Regions from separate parts of the Gossypium hirsutum genome. Here region 2 is linked to region 1. A link is a contact called in public Hi-C data. All regions are on one chromosome and are shown on one strand. The core of a region is the stretch at or near the end of the contact, and the rest is flanking DNA. Distances in the headings are between cores, read along the strand shown. Region 1 holds the start of LOC121207953. Region 2 holds the start of LOC121208298.

Evidence for each region. A called contact is a pair of places that touch in the nucleus more often than the background predicts.
Region 2: a Hi-C map of leaf shows a contact between it and region 1, with 2.5 times the contacts expected there. The contact joins the promoter of LOC121208298 here to the promoter of LOC121207953 in region 1. A contact is called at or near these places in 3 of 34 Hi-C or Micro-C datasets (callus, hypocotyl and leaf).

Annotation. Positions count from the first base shown.
Region 1 is chrA10:18,434,470-18,439,986 of Gossypium_hirsutum_v2.1, reverse strand. It overlaps LOC121207953, which reads left to right and starts at 2,383. Exons shown (of 4, transcript XM_041078501.1): 1 at 2,383-2,748; 2 at 2,850-3,138; 3 at 3,225-3,481; 4 at 3,674-3,760. The coding sequence starts at 2,383. The coding sequence ends at 3,760.
Region 2 is chrA10:18,595,523-18,601,039 of Gossypium_hirsutum_v2.1, reverse strand. It overlaps LOC121208298, which reads left to right and starts at 3,065. Exons shown (of 3, transcript XM_041078852.1): 1 at 3,065-3,270; 2 at 3,663-3,715; 3 at 4,195-5,517. The coding sequence starts at 3,185. The coding sequence ends at 4,316.

The sequences.
Region 1 (5,517 bases), core at 1,134-3,633:
GGGTGTCGCTCCCTTGATGATGATCGAAATACTAAAAAAGTAAGATTTAAAGAGAATGCTGCTGATGAAGACACTACTATAGCTGTGGATCTTGAATCACAATCGAGTATGTCGTGGAAAGAAAAATTGCTGGGGGACACGGTGTAGCCTTTGAATTTGACCAAGATGTACCTTCCGCATGGAATGAGAATGAATTTGAACTACTCGAAGGGGACATTAATACCTCCATCATTGATGGAATTCCTGGATCGATTTTTCAAATCGTGTGAAGGAAATTCTCTTCAAAGAAATGGAGTTGACGGTCATTGTTAAATTCCTAGGGCGTAACATCGGTTACAACGCCCTTCACAATAGCATTCTTTTCCTTTGGAAACCTGTGAATTCTATTAGGATAATGGATATTACTAATGGATTTTTTTTTGTGAAATTTCAAGCTCTCAATGACTATAACAGAGTTTTGTCATAGGGCCCGTGAATAGGTTATGGTCAGTACATAACCGTACAACCATGGACTAAACATTTTAGCCCCTTGCAACCTTACCCGAGTGCGGTGATGGCGTGGATACAACTATCAAATCTCCCAGGATATCTCTATAAATGAAAGATTATCGAAGCCATCGGGGGTCTCATTGGGAAGGTGGTTAAACTGGATTTGCAGAATGATAATCAGACCAGAGGACGGTTTACTAGGTTAGTCGTGTACCTTAATCTAAATAGGCCATTGATTTCGCAGGTTCTTGTTGACGAAGTTGCTCAACGTGTTGAATACGAAGCCCTTCCGATCGTGTGCTTCGCTTGTGGTAAGTATGGGCATGTAAAGGAGATGTGTAATTTGGTTGTGTCGAGCCAAAACCTTACGAATTTAGCTAACAAGGCAGACAAAACTTCTGACAAACCAACGGCAGTGATGGGATCTATTCCGATGGATAGCATGGATCATGGATGGGGGAAATCTATTTTCAGTAGCAGAGAAAATGGCCTGAATTTTGGGCTGTTGGTGGAAAAGAAATTTTCACGGCGAGGGAAGCGTGACTCCACGACGGGGATCTCGGCGAAGCAAGATAAATTTCCTTCTAGTTCTAAATTCTTGGCGCTATTAGAAGGAAAAATTTAAGCACGGAATCTAGGCAGGATTTTAATATGAAATCGGGGCAGGATTCACATATGAAAATTGGACAGTCGGCTGAAGGATTCTTAGGGATTTATTTGAATGATGTTTTGGCTGACAAGTCAAAGAGAATAGTTTCTAGGGACAATAAAAAAGTTGGTAATTCCTTTATGGCTACAGGCCAAAGGAAAAACAAGAATTTGGGCCTTTCTAAAGGGTCTAATTCGAAGGAAATTCTGGGCAATAATGATAAGGAAAATTTGGGTCAAAAATCCAAAATTTCTTTGAACAAGAAATTAGGGGAAATGCTTATGGGATCGGGGGATGATGTGGGAAATAATAATGGGTTTATTGAAAATTTGTCCAATTCTAATTTGAACATTTCTGAATTTGTAGGTTCGGAGCAGGTGAATTTTATTAAAAACTTCTCTATGGGTGACGCAATTAATCAAGGTAAATTGGATCCTAAAGTGCAGGAGAATAATGAAGCTGGAGTTTTGGAAAAAATAAAAGCACACTACAATCTTGTTTTTGATGAATCCGAGGGGTTCATAGTATCTATATCAAATAACACTCTTGATCTAGGTAAAGCACTCTGCAGTTAGATTTAATAAAAATATTAATCCTATTCATCAGGATAATTCGGAACCAAGGTCTGTGGAATTTTTAGAGTCGGATTCGATTTCAAAGTCAAATGAGCTCAAAAAGAGAAGAAACGGTGGTAGAGAAAGTGGTAGTTAGAATACTAAGAAGACTTATTTCGCACTACGAGAGGGAACTGTTTTAAATCTTCTGGAAACACACGTGTTCCTTTGGCTGAGTCTATAGTGGCAATGGCGGAACTTTTATCCCCTCAAGTTATCTTTAGAAATTCGAATGTCGAGGTCAATGGTGCAGTCTCAAAGTCAGATTGCAATATCGGTCCTGAAAGCCAGGTATGATACCTTTTTTATTATTTTTTAATGAATATCACTTTCTTTTTATGGAATTGTCAGGGTTGTGCAAACGTTAAATTCCTTAGAATTTTTCGGAAATACAACATGGAGCATAAACCAGATATTGTTAGCTTGCTTGAGCCGAAAATTAGTGGTTCCAAGGTTGATAGCATTATTGCTAAGTTGGGATTCTAGTTTTCCCATCGCGTTGAAGTAATCGGTTTCTCATGGGGTATTTGGTTAGGATGGGGGGATTATGTTTGTCTCGAAGTAATTCATAGTCATCCACAATTCATTTTATCTTGAGTTTGGCATTTGTCTTCATCGTATCCAATTTTTATGGCTTATGTTTATGGAAGCCCTAATAGACAGAAGCGCCAACTTCTTTGGAATAAGTTGAGGAATTCTATTCCACTTGGTCAAAGCCCTTGGATTGCTATTGGAGATTTTAATGCAATTCTCTCATCTTCTGAGAAATACGAGGGCCTTTCAAGGGGTAGAAGGTGCCCATATTTTGGTAACTTTGTAGCTTCTGCTGAACTTCATGACTTAGGTTTTAGAGGGCCTCCTTTTACTTGGCATAAGGGGGTTTTGTTTGAAAGGTTAGATCATGCTATGGGAAATGAAGCTTGGTTATGCAATTTTCTTAATTACATGGTTACTCACCTTCCAAAGATTAAATCGGATCATCGTCCCCTCTTTTTGGTACTAAATCCGAGTTCTTCACTCCTAGGGGGAGGCCTTTTAGATTTTTAGCTAGTTGGGCAGAGCATCCTGATTTTTAGGGCCTTTTGAAAGAAAAATAGGACTTCTCTAATATAGCTGAATCCCTTGGAAAGTTCACTCATGATCTCAAGTATTGGAATAAACATGTTTATTGTTACATTACCACTCGTAAGAGAGATCTTATTAAAAGAATTGCTAACATTCAGAGGAAAAGGGATTTCTTTGGTTTCCTGTATTTAAATCAAGTGGATTTGTCTCTCCGTCAAGAGCTTGAGAATGTTCTTCATCATGAAGAGCTTCTTTGGAAACAAAAAGCAATGTGTGACTGGTTGAAATTAGGGGATCGGAATAAAAAGTTTTTCCATACTCGTACTCTATAAAAGAGAAAAATAATCGCATTGCTGCTATTCGTAATGCTGAAGGTAATTAGATTTATGACCCTGAGGATATTGAAGGTGAAGCAAATGAGTTTTTTCAAAGACTGTATAGGGAAATTCCTGCTCCTTTGGGTAATTTGCCTCCAAGTGGTTTCCCACAACTTCATCCAGTTGACGTTAGTTTCTTGGGGAGACCGGTGTCAAATATAAAGATTAAGGAGGCAATGTTTGATATGGCACCTCTTAAAGCTCCAGGTAGTGATGGTTTCCATGCCATTTTCTTTCAGAAGCATTGGGACACCCTAGGGGAAGTGGTTTGTGACTTGGTTCGAAAGGTATTCGAAGGAAACTTTATTGAGTTTGATTTGAATAACACATTGATCGTACTTATTCTGAAGGTCCAGAATCCAGATACTTTTGGCCAATTTTGGCCTATTAACCTTAGTTCGGTTTTTTACAAGTTGACGATGAAGGTTATTGCAAATCGGTTTAAATATATTTTCCCTAATATTATTACACATGAGCAGGCTGGTTTTATTGCTGAGAGAAACATTAATGAAAACTTCATCTTAGCTCAAGAAGTGATCCATAAAATGCGAAGTCAGAAGAAATGAAAATGGATGGCAATCAAAATAGATTTGGAGAAGGCCTATGACAAAGTTAGTTAAGAGTTCATTGAAGCTTCTCTTCAAGCAGCAGGTATCCCTGACTTTCTTATTAATGTTATTATATCCTCTATCTCCAATTCTACTATACAGGTTATGTGGAATGGAGTACCATTACCTAAGTTCAAACCTGTTAGAGGAGTTTGACAAGAGTGTCCTCTTTCCCCATATCTTTTTGTACTTTGTATAAAGTGGCTTGGTCATCTGATACAGTCTACTATTTCGAAAGGTAAATAAAGCCCTATTTAATTATCTAGAAATGGGCCTACTATCTCTCATTATTTTTTGCAGATTCAGTAAAGCTGATTCAAGGCATGGTGGAGTTTAAAAAACCATTCTGGATGATTTTTGTGCGTTGTCTAGGAACAAAATTAACGCTAGGAAGACCAACATTTTCTTTTCTAAAGGAGTGGATGATAATATGGTGAATTTGATTAGCACCTTTCAACGTGTCCATAATCTTGGTCACTATCTTGAAGTTCCTCTTTTTCACCAAAAGGTTACTAGTAGCATTCTTTAGTTTGTGGTGGAGAAAGTGCGTGGAAAGCTTCAAAGTTGGGAAGCCAAAAATTTAACTTAGCTGGGCGTGTCACTCCGGCACAATCAATCCTTTTATCTACCCCTAGCTACTTCATGCAATCCATGATACCTAGGAAAATTCGTGATGAGATTGAAAGTTTGGTTAAACAGTTTATCTGGAGGTTTTCTGAAAGGCAAAAAAATATGTCTCTAGTTGGATGGGATTCCTTTTGTGAACCTAAAACGTGTGGAGGTTTAAGGTTGAGGAAACTCCGTGATCAGAATATTTCCTTCTTAATGAAGCTGGGTTTGAAATTGGTGTCGGATAAAGATGTTTTTTGGGTTCATGTGGTTAGATCAAAGTATCAAATGAAGGATAAGGTACCAAAGTGCATTGCTAGAAATAGGTGCTCTTTTCTTTGGAAATCTCTATCCAAAATTTGGTTTTTATTTTGTGAAAACCTACACTGGTCCATTGGAGATGGCCATAAAATTTGGTGTTGGAAGGATAATTGGATTCCTCACACCGGACCTCTTCTTTGTTATATTCCACCTAATTTCAATCTGAGTCCTGAATGCCTTTTACATGAGATGATTTCAGAGGATGGTTCATGGAACCTTGATCTTTTTTGGGTTTGGCTACCAGAAAATGTGATTCAAATCATTAAGGGTATATCACCTCTCCAGTATTCTGAAGGCCCAAACAAAATTTCTTGGTGTCACACTTCGTCTGGTGTGTTCTCTGTTAAGTTTGTTTATAAAGCGCTTAAAGAGGGAGACTGGAGTCCGAAAGATGAGAAATGGAAGATTGTGTGGAAGTGTTCTGGTCCTCAGCGAGTTCGTGTATTCATTTGGATGGTATTACAAGGAAGAATTCTGAGTAATGTTGAAAGAGTTAGGAGAGGACTTTCTGATGATTCCTTTTGTTTTATTTGTGGACACTACTCGGAAGACTCCTTACATATTTTACGTGATTGTCTTGCTACTAAGGATGTTTGGGGACAAGTTAATCCAAGTAAGTATATATCCAATTTTTTCTCATTAATAGGTTGATTCATGAGAGGGGCCAGTTTTTCCTATCTTTTTGGTCTACTTATTTGGCGTATTTGGAAAAATCGCAACTTATACATCTTTCAAGGCAAACCTTAGAGCTCAAAAGAAATTGTTCAAGGATTCGTTAGTTGGGC
Region 2 (5,517 bases), core at 1,816-4,315, 160 kb before region 1:
TTTTTAACATTTCCATTCAATTGTTTTTGAGAGCTGAAATTAGATACTTTTTCGCTTGTAAAGGGTGTCTAATCATGGCATTAAATTGGATGTTTATCATTTTTTGTAATATCTAAATAGAAATTAGCATAATTGCTTAAAAAACTTTATTAGATTCAATTTACTCAACAAAAAGGATATTTTATTAAGAAAAAACCACTTAACAGTGAATTGCACGATAACACCTCATAAACCGCGAGGACATACAACATTGCAAACTAACGATGAGACCACAACTACCGCCTAAGAGGCCTAAAACTTCCGACAATAGAACATATCAGAAAGGCTAAACTCTGTATTTAGTTGTTGTATTTTGTGAAATATGTTAATTTGATTATTTTTAGTATTTATATTTTTAAAATTTTAAAATTTCATTCCTTATAATTGTTAAATTAATTTAGTTAAATTTTGCTATTTTCAAAATCTAATCAGGTAAATATCTTATCATATGTGTAATATCACGTCGGTTTGTTATTTTCACATATTATTCACTAAAAGTTTAGTTAATGGATTAACGACGTCTTTTGTGTTGAGTTTAAAATTTCAAAATTCGAAAAGTATAGAGACTTAAAATAATCCAAATAGAAAAATATGGACTAAATTTATAATTCCACACATAGTACAAGATTAATAATTAAATTTAATCCAATGAATTTAGCTACTACTATTTGCATCAGGACTAAGATTTCAAAATTCAAAAAATACAATGACTAGAATTGACTAATTCGAAAAGTATAGAGACTAAGATTGATCAAATTAAAATACAGAAACCAAGTCCATAACTTTTATAAAATATAAGGACTAATAGTATAATTTAACCTATCACAAAAGCATAATAACACCAAACATACATTATAAGAAATTGAATTGACAATCAGCCTCAATCACCTTCTAAGCTCAAAGAAATAAACTCAGCAAGAATAATCATCAATGCATATGATCTCCTCAAAAAGGAAAGAAAAGAAACTATCCTCCATTTTCTCTACCATCTCCAACTCTTGTATCTACTGCTTGTGCGCTTTATATACTCAAAACCATCTTCCACAGTTTCGAGACTTCAACAACTCGTAAACTTTCATCTCATCATTTTTCTCATAAACCCAACCGCAAACTTGCCTCATTACAGTACATCCCAAATCAAGGGTCAATTTAACTAAATAAAAATTACTTTTTTGGATTCCGTACCACTTTCCTCAACATCTTGCTTACGAAAGAAACATTCAAGCCTCTAATCATCTCAGAAAATTTTGGACAATATGTACGTATCTAAAATGCATAAAGTAATAGATCAAGAGTCACTTTAAGATGCATGAATAGAAATTAGTAGTGACTTGGAACAAGGGTTGTAAGTGATGAAGTGATTGTAAGAAAATTGTAAAAGAAGAGAAGTGATGTGAGTTACCCAAAAAAAAAAAACAAAGAAGAAGAATTCATTTCATCTTGAGTGTTTTTTCCTTCACCATCTTTAGATTCTCTCCAATAAAGTGGTAATCAGAGTTAAAGATTCTTACAAAGAGTATGTAAAATAAAATTGGTCATGGCTTCTTCAAGCCTAATCTACAACAATGTTTAAGATCTTATCTTTGAAGGTGAAAACTACGATTTTAGGCATTCAAAATAGATACATTATTCACTTGAATGCCTTGGAGTTAGTCAAGGAATATTATGAAGATCTAGAAAACGCTACAGTGCAAGAGGGTGTCCCACCCACCCTAGTCAATTCCAAAGAGATTGTGTATGTTTCCATTAAAATATTATTATTTTACTTTTACTTGTTCAATTAAAATTCTTGTGATTTTTTTTATAAATAAAGCCCAGTAACTAAGTAAAAACAGACACCATGCTAAGTATTGCCAGTCTATCATAATTCTGTGAGATTTATTCTTTTAAATAAATTCTAATTTTAAGATTGATATTCCCGTTGAGCATCAATAGAAAATTTCATAGCGCTCTTCAGTTTGTAAATTAGAACCCACATTTTAAGCAAGTTGAGGTTTGAGAATAGTGGAGAAAATCGTATTAGTCGAAAGTCAAGAAACACCTTATACTGCCTATTTCAAAACACAAGTACAAATTTGATAAAGAGTTTATTGTTATAAATAACACAATTGGTTGGGTTTTAGAAAAAAAAAATTCCAATGTGCAAAAAAAATTGTTGTCTAAACTGAATTTTTCCAGCACGTAAGTGGTGACCCAACTAGTAGTGAAAGTGGACACTTCAAAAGACATTGTGATAAGCAACAAAAAAAAACACACAAAAATTGTTTACACAACTCGATACAACAAGTGAGATTAATTCACTATCTTTGAACTCTATACAACAAGTGACCTTAGTTCTATCGCACTTCGGTATAATAACCTCACTTTTGTATTCAAAGACTAAACTTCTTACTTCTAAATTCTCCCATTAGAAGTTAAGTTGAAAAATCAAACAACAAAAGGTTATATTCTCTCAATTGCACTCCTACAAAAATATTTTTCTATGAACTGATAAATACTCTCAATAACTTGGTACCTAAACTTATATAAGTCTCTTGAATATATAGAAGTTTGAGACTTGCTAACATACTAGTGGCCGGTTACAATCCCTATTAAACAATAGCTAAAATAGCTAAATATAATATTCTAATAAAGAGCAATATAAAGTGGTCTGTTGAGATATATGTTTTTAGTGCTCTTAATCTAATATTCACAAATCAAGGGATTTGTTATGTAAGATTCGTTTCAATCCAATCTTCAAAAAATTGTTACTCCACAATATAGATCATCAAATATGAACACATCCATAAAATCAATTAAGTTAATTTCTAACTGATTTGGTTAGCACTTTGACAGCTACCTAAAAAAACTTTTTCCCGATAATGAAACATCTATGGAAACAAAACTTTCATATTTAGAGCACAAATCTATCTTCACAAACAACTTTAAATATGCTCAAATCCCATCAAATTAATTATATTTAATGTAAAGATAATAAAAAAAACCATAAAATTAGCTGATATTTTCTTAGATTGCATATGTAAATATATATAAATACAAAATATAATAGAATCACCACCTGTGCAACTTAGGTACTTCTTTCGATCATGTCTCTAGGATGTTTGGTATTGGCTTACTGTTCAGGATCATGATAGAGCTCTGATGGATGGTTGGATTTGATCTATGCAACATCTATCGAGGCAGCAAAAGCTTTTGCTATCCGTGTGGCGTGCTTGAAAGCAAAAGACAGAGGTTGGTCCCATGTCATTTTTAGTCTGACTGCATAAATGGCCTTCTTCATGTGAATGTTGGAATAGTTTGCTATTAAACAAGAAATTCTTTATTGTTGTCTTTGTTTTGATCATGTTTCCTTTTCCTAAGTGGTTCAAGAAGGCAACAAAGTTGCGAATTAAGGGTCTGTCTGTTTTGTTACTTCTATTTTCCGGAAAATGTTTTCTTAATTTTTCGGTGTTTGATTCTGTAAAACATAGGGAAAAAAAACTTGTTAGTCAAAGGAAAAACCTTCGCTTTTTTCCTGAAATTTCCGTAAGTCATTTTACGCTTCAGGAAAAAACCTCTCTTCAAACATTTTACACTTGTAACAATTTCTCACCTCCTCCTTTATTGTGTTCCTCTTACCTTAGGAAAACACTTCTCCCTGTCTCACTCATCGGTGCTCTCACCAACCATACCAAAGGTAAGGTTTCATATTTTCTTTTACAATCATTCATTTTCATCTCTGCTTCTTAAAGTTCTGGTAGATTTTTTTTCTGTAAAAAATGGGTTCTTAGTATTATTAGATTTTATTAACCGTATAAATATTAACTATGACATGAACCAATTAATACTTGAATTTATGATTATTAGATATAGTTTGTCGTTTACAAAGTTTTCTTGAAACATTTTTTGGGTCTGAAAGTGCAAATCGAGGGTCGATGGAGAAAGTGGGAAATGGAATGGGTATTGATTGGATTCAATTTGGAAAGGTAAGCCCGGGTTTGTAGAATGAAATAGGATGGGTTACCTCACTTTCTTCTTTTTTAACTTCTTATGTTAAAGATAAAATATTTCATTTGTTTTAGCAAGCTTTTGGCACTTCAAAATTGAATTTTATGGCTGTTCTGTTTTCATGTGGTTTATTGTTTATCTTTGTAACTTGTTATTTGTTGTCATTAGGGATCGCTTTTCCCTTCTACTCATTTTATTTGATCGATGGCGTTGTGTTCTTCAACAATCTGTGTGAAGCTCATTCTATGGAGGATGTTTTTGAAAAAGTGCAAAGGAGAGCTCTTGGCTAAGCTTCTTCTATTGAACAATTATATGTTATTTTCGATTTATATATGTTCTTTCTCTTTTTAATGAAAGTGTTATATCTGATAGATGTGCTTGTGGGATACTCTTTTGCATATTATTTTCATTCAAGATGATAACTTCTTAAGCTTTAGTAAGACAAATATCTTGAATTCTAGCTAATATTCTCGTTCATCATAGAAATTGCTAGTAGAACTTCTTTTTAGGTGTTTAAGCATGATAAGAACAAATGCAAAAATAGTTGGATAAGTAAGTACATATTTCCTATGCAAGTATGAATTCCTTCAGATAGCTTAAGCTTTTTTATTTGTGAAGGACAATTTTCCTTGTGGACACTTCATTAAGTAATGTTCATTTGATTGATTCATTCTTGTAACAAGATTTGAACACTTTACAAGTACACTTACATTTCTATTCTATTTATCCTTGGTAGACTTTTTGCTGATATTTTTGACTGATGTAATTAACTTAGGGGGAAAATGGTTTTGCAAAATCTGTAGTTGATAACTTCTTAGTCCTAATTACCAAGTCATTGATCAATGGAGGGTAGCATGGAACTTTAGAATCCAAATTGATGTTATGGCTTTTATGTACTTTTTTTGCATGGAGTCAAGTAAAGGACATTGATGCATTGGCAACCTAATAATCATTTTTCCCTTTTGGTCTCTACGCATGATAACATGCTTGGTTTAGTTTTTGGTTTATCATTGGACAAGGAATAAAATGACAACTCTCTTGTTTGTTGATGTCATTGTTAGTTTTGATTTGAGTTTGCTGCTAGGTTGAGTATAATTTATTCTAGTGTGGTTGGTGTTCTATGAGAAACAAATATAACACTAGGAATTATTGTTGTTAGGTTAATTCACATCAATAGTTTTAGAACTGTTGATGAGTTTAATCCTACTTTGCTTCGTTTTTTGTTTTTTTTTTTTTTTTCAACTTTTGCAAATGAAATTTGCTCTAATTGTAGGCAATGGTGATCATATAAATACACGTGGGCTGTGCCAGACCGCAGAGAGAAGATGGGAAAAAATGCTGGTCAAGGGGAGATTTGATGTTGCTTCTGAAATGGCATCACTTTGTTATGGGGAAATTGTCGGTTGAGGGGGAGATATGATATGTAGATCATAAAAATGTTAAACATTACCTTCATATGTACTGGTTGAAATCTGTATTATCTATATTTAT